Regions from separate parts of the Zea mays genome. Here region 1 is linked to region 2. Evidence: chromatin contacts called from public Hi-C data. All regions are on one chromosome and are shown on one strand. Each heading gives the region's core, a stretch centred on a gene start, on an enhancer-like site or on the middle of the called end of the contact. The rest is flanking DNA. Distances are from core to core; before and after follow the strand shown.

Region 1 (2,960 bases), core at 201-2,700, 220 kb after region 2:
ACGCCGGGATCGGGCCCTCCAGCTGGTTCATGCTGAGGTCGAGGAAGTTGAGCCCGTGCAGCCCGGGCAGCACCTGGTCGACCGTACCGGTGAGCTTGTTCGCGGACAGCGACAGGTACTGCAGCCCGGCCGGCAGGGTGGGCACGCCGCCGGAGAGCGCGTTGTGCTTGAGATCCAGCCGCAGGAGCGGGGACGAGTCCGGGAACGATGGGACGCCGCCGGTAAGCTGGTTGTGGCAGAGGATGAGGTTGGTGATCGACGGCAGCGCGGCGATGGACGGCGGGATGGTGCCGGAGATCTGGTTGAAGCTGGCGTCGAGCGTCCGCAGGTTGGACAGCGCGCTGAAGCCGTCCGGTATCTGGCCGGAGAGGAGGTTCTTGCTGACGGCCAGGAAGCGGAGGTTCGAGCACGACGCCAGCGACGCCGGGAGCTCCCCCTCGACGCGCCCGGGCACGAGCGAGAGCTCGGTGAGCGCGGACAGCCGGCCCAGCGCTGGGTCCAGCCTCCCCGTCAGCCCCGGAGACCCCGCCCGCGGGTCGCCAAGCGCGAGCGCCACCACCCGGTCCCCGTCGCAGAACACACCGGGGAACCCGCACGGGTCGGCGGTGAAGTCCCACCCGTCGAAGAACGCGGACCCGGGCATGTCGTCCAGCGACCGCCGCACCGCCTGCAGCGCGAGGAAGTCGACCGGGTCGAGGATCCCCGCCACCGGCCGCGGCGCCACCGCCACGGCCGCTAAGATGACGCACGCCACGACGGCGCCGAGCCGCGCGGCCACTGCCATTGCCGCTCCTCTGCTTTCGCGCGCGCGACGGCTCGGCACTCTGTCACCTCTGCAGCTGGAAAAGGAAGGAACGGATCAAAGGCACCGACCAGCTGTGTCGCGGCGCCAAGACAAGCGCGAGCGGCGGCGTGGGAACCTTTAAGCTTGTCGTGCGCTCTCTTTAAAGGCGCACGGCGTGGGGTGGCGCGGCGAGAGGGTGCTGGGCGTTGGCGAGCTGCCTGCCTTTGTACGTGGCTGCCCCCGTGAGGGGAGAGATCGATGGCCTTGACGACAGGAGTCAGCTGAGGTCTCGTACGCCCCTCTCGCCTAGCTCTCTCGTGGAGGCGGAGGCGGAGGCGGAGGCGGCGCGTGAGCGCCTTTAATGGAGGTGGTGGTGGGTGGTGGCTTCCTCCCTCGCGCCGCGCTGCTCTCCGCACTCCAGTACCCGCAACCGCAACACTTCGCCGAGAAGCCAAGAGAGAAACAGTTATGAATGCGTAGCTGGGCTCCCGCGGCCGGGCGGCGCGATGGCGGCAATGATGGTGGCCTGGTGACTTGAGGACGGGTCGGACGGAGGGGGAGAAGACGTGGTGGTGGGCGCAATCAATTCCGCTTCGCGTTGAGGTCGCCTACGCTTTGGTTGCTCTGCTCGCTCTCACTCTCTGGTCTCTACTCCGCCGCGAGCTCGACCACTACGGCATCACTATCACGCTACTCCCCTCCTCCAGTCCTTCCATTGGCTTCGTTCTGTTTTTCTGATGGGCTTCCGAATTCTTTAGTGGCTTCGGGCTCGGATTCATGCTGCGTGGCAGGCTCGGAGGCGCAAACGGCTTTCCGAGCCTGAGGCTCGGGTGGGGCCGAGGCACCTGGGTCTGACTATGACAGGTGGGGTTGGCAGTTGACGGCCACCAAACCGACCAGCTCAGGGGAGGTCAGGGCGAGCCTTTCTGGCACAAGAAACCAAGAAGCGGTAGGCGATGCTTGCGTATTTCGATCCGGCCGTGGTCACGATGCGCGTGGGCCTGGACTCCGCCGGACCCACCATCCATTGCCGGGCGCCGATGGGCTCGTGGATCTACCCCTGTGGCGGTGGGGTTTTGCGACGGGAACGGAGCACAACGCGGGCGTAACGGGCCGGTCATCGAGCCCGGCCCCATTGCACCTCTGGCGCCTCTGCCGTTCTGTTCGCCAAGCTGGCGTCCGGGCCTCCGGGGCTAGAAGACATCTCGGCATGGGCTATCTATGGCCTACGGAGATTTTGTCGTGTGAGCCCACCTCCAACAACCCCCACCCTAAATGCAATGTACTTTAGACTTTATTTAATACTCTTGGATCTATTCTATACATACACCTATATAATCTACCACTTTTAACTTTCCAAAATCCATCCAAACAAATCACCCCACACCAATACCTCCCAAATCCACCAAACGAATTGCACACATATATAACGCACTCTCAAAACTAACGATTCAAATCGTTGGATAACCCTACTCTCACTTAATCAAATCCTCAAATCCAATGGCTAATATTATTTGGATATATTTGCTTCCTCATTCTTCACACACAAGAACCTCCCGCCTCTCCCCCTTACTCGCGCCGCAGTCGTCGTCGGCCTCTAGACTAGTTCACCTTAACCTACATGTATTGATGTCGATTGGGTGGGTGTAAATTAGTTCAAGTTTCACTCCAATCCACCTGAATATATGTGGGTTAATGTGAATACGAGGGTATCCAAACATGGACTTAAGGGGAGTTGTTGCTCCAACGGTTCTCCCCATTACACACCCCATGTGGGGGAAAGAGGAAACCCCCTACATAGGGGGGCTCTAATCTCCCTCTATACATTAACTACATCATTTCTTTGCAATGTTAATCCTTTTAAAGCTATATACCGTGATAACAATGTGTATTATGGTAGTACAAATACTCTTTGAATTTTTAAACTTCAAAAAATGATAAAAATATGAAATAACTTAGTTATAGTGTATATGGGGAGCTGGATAGAGAGAATTGTTGGGGACGTCCAAAATGTACATGGAGTATTTTTTAAGTGTAGTAAAATATAATAGAAAGTACATATAAGAGGAGAAATATGGTAAGAATGGTTGGAGATGGTCTGATACTCTAAAGGGAATCGATGAAGCGCCGGAATATATATACGATAGGATTCGGACACGCTTAGGTACAATATGGT
Region 2 (3,210 bases), core at 502-3,001:
CGTGGGCAGAGGCCTCCGGCCGGCGTTCCTGCCCATCGATACCCCTCTCCAATCCCTCACCGATCTAGCGACCATAATAGGGAGATACTCAGAATATAGAAACACTACGTAACAACTTCCCTGCACTATTTAGATGTACATAAACTGAAAAAAGATTTTGAATGTGCTAAGCAGATGCTAATTTAAGACAGACTGAACATTTCAACCGAATTAACTAACGGGAAAAGCACAACTGCTGCAGATGTGCATTATATCTTACAGAGAAAGATTCTGAAATTTGATGTAGCAAAAGTATACGCCTGGTGGCAGAGCAATCTAACACAGGTTACATAATAGCACTTCCCATGGGGAAGAGCCTTGAGAGTTATCATCAAAGCACTTGGACCAGCGCCAGCCTCTAGTCTAGATTAGCTGAAACTCAAGCCCAAGAACATCAAATCGCACATCCCGTCTAGAAAATCAGGCAATATCACACTGCAACTGTACATAAATAGCCTATAACAAACTAAAAACGGAAGGATGTTCTTTTGGCTTCCCTAACTGTCATAGGATTATATAATCAAATTATAAATCGATTCCATCTGACAGATGATAGATCCAAATAATAATATATTATCAAAATGCAGAACTTACAAAGCATACTAGCATGAACCAAGTTACCACTCATATAAGAACAGAAAGAGACTACAAGTAATAGAAATGGAATCCTGTGCCAATTGAAGAGGACACATGTATCAGTCAATATAGGAGGAAGTTGTGAGTGCTAGAAAACAGGGAAAATAATGATTCTATGGAAAAGCATGCACCTTTCTCAAATTATCAGGCATCAAGTGCTTTTTATTTGATATTGGTAGAGTGCCTGTGAGCTGCTCGCCCCAAGCACAAACAACATATGATACTTTTACTATGAAACTGTTTTATGAATCATGGGGTTCAACTGTGAGGCTCACTACATTGTAAATCTATTAACGTTTGCATTGGAAATAGTGCCACATCAACTATCGGGGCCTAAAATTTCGCTGTTCGACATTGATGTCCTTGCCTAATTCGATAGAATATCTAACTTCTCACTGCACCAAGTACAAAAGTCCTAAATTTCAAATATAATTCGTGTACGAATCTCCTAGAATTTCACGGAATCGATGTCTAGAGCAGATATTAAACTGTGAAAAGGGAAATAATGCACTAAGAAAATACCAGCGGGCTCAAATAACGGGGTGTTTGAATGCACTAATAGTTAGTTGGCTAAAAATTGTTAGTGGAATTAGCTAGCTAACAAATAGCTACCTAACTATTAACTAATTTACCAAAAATTGCTAATAGCTGAACTATTAGCTAGGTTGTTTGGATATCTCAACTAATTTTAGCCACTAACTATTTGCTCGTGCATTCAAACACCCTTAAGAGGAGTGAAGGAAAGAACACATGCCTTTTTAGATCTGATACTCCCAGATCCAATTGATTTAGGTTGTCTTCTCCCCAAACCCTTCTTCTCTGTAACTAAAAATCCCCGCGAAATCAAGAATGCATGCCATAGTTAGGGTTTGTCAAAAAGGTTTGGAGAGGGGAAGAGGGACAGGGATAGATGGGAATGGTCGGTCCTCACCCACGGCAGAAGCAGTTGTAGTCGCCGGCGGCGTGTGGAGCGTAGGAGGTGATTGACGAGCCAAGCGGAGAGCAAAAGATGGCGAGCAGAGAAGGGGAACCGGGGGAGCGAGTCAGCGAGTGTAGTCAGTTGACGCTGGGGCTGGGAGTTGGGGGGAAGGCAACGGTCGGCTCGGTGAATGTTTGTCTTCATGACGGAGACGGACACATCAAGGCTTTTTAAACTCCGTGGCAGACCAGCCCAACGGTGAATCCGTCCAGGTCCAGTTCAGCAGTCCGGGCCCACTTATCATATCCGTGGAAAGCCGTCCAGTACCGCTTGGCCCACTTTCCAGGCCCGTGGAAAGCGTTTGGTGTACATACCAAGGCCCTATTTGTTTCGGCTTCTAGCAGCTTCTGGCCACCAAAAGCTGCTGCGGACTGCCAAACGCTTAGCTTTTCAGCCAGCTTCTATAAAATTCGTTGGGACAAAAACCATCCAAAATCAATATAAACACATAATCGGTTAAGTCGTTGTAATAGTAGGAATCCATCACTTTCTAGATCCTGAGTACTATGAACAACTTTATCTTACTCCACACGTAATCGTAATGATAATCAGATTCTTCCCACAGCCAGATTCTCCTTACAACCAGATTTTCAGAAAAGCTGGTCAAAAAAAGCTGAACCAAACAGACCCCAAGAAGCATCTCTGCATCTCTCTTACGTTGATTAAATGTTTTAAATTTAACTAGATTTATAAAAATAATACCAATATTTATACATTTAAATACATATTTTATAAAGATATTTTCAGCGGCTAATTTAATAATATTAATTTTATATCATAAATATTAAAATTGCAAATATTTGACTTCTCAAAGAATGAGAGTGATACTCTTTGGGAGCAAAGGAAGTAGCTCAAAATATATTATTTTATATTCTAATAGAAAAGGGGAAAAACTCTTCATCGAGACATATCACGTGATGTTATAATAATATTATAAACTATGGGCTGAAGTTAATACGACAAGTTGTTTAAAAGTAGTAACTAAATCATTTTATTTTGTGCCAGCTTATTAATGGTCACGTTCACTTTTCTATTAGGGCTAATTCCGGGATTGAGGAGAAAATTGGTTCATTTTCCCTTAATCCCCTCCAATTTTGAAGAAAAATGAGAGTGAAATTAGTATATTTTTTCTTCAACCCCCTCCAATTTCGGAGGAAGTTTGAGTATCCAAATTAGCCTTTGTTGTTATTATCGATCATCAATCCACTAAACTGAGAATAAAACGAATAGAGATCGGTGATTATTTAAGCATGATAAGAAGTTTCTTTGTACTAGTCTATATTCATGATTGTAACCTGATATTCACCCTTTCGTTTTGAATACAACATGTTCTCATCGACAAGAAATTTATAAAGGAAAATTTTACCTCTATTTGTTTTTTCTTCCATCCTTCCCTAACTAATTGTTTAATTGTTTGTCACCCGTTAAATTTCCTCGAAGAACCAAAAACAGGACAACACAATTAAATTACCATGATTTCTTTCTGCCTTGGTTTACTTGTAATGAGAAGAAGGTTAGAGTGAATAAGGATGTATGAATATATGAAAATATATGAA

What was found. A called contact is a pair of places that touch in the nucleus more often than the background predicts.
Region 1: a contact with region 2 is called in a Hi-C map of root tip, with 4 times the contacts expected there. The contact joins the promoter of LOC100383537 here to the promoter of LOC100276328 in region 2. A contact is called at or near these places in 4 of 25 Hi-C or Micro-C datasets (leaf, root tip and tassel).

Annotation. Positions count from the first base shown.
Region 1 is chr6:156,684,754-156,687,713 of Zm-B73-REFERENCE-NAM-5.0, forward strand. LOC100383537 (Leucine-rich repeat (LRR) family protein) reads right to left here and starts at 1,451. Exons shown (of 1, transcript NM_001176185.1): 1 at 1-1,451. The coding sequence starts at 784.
Region 2 is chr6:156,466,715-156,469,924 of Zm-B73-REFERENCE-NAM-5.0, forward strand. LOC100276328 reads right to left here and starts at 1,752. Exons shown (of 7, transcript NM_001165447.1): 1 at 1,607-1,752; 2 at 1,430-1,500.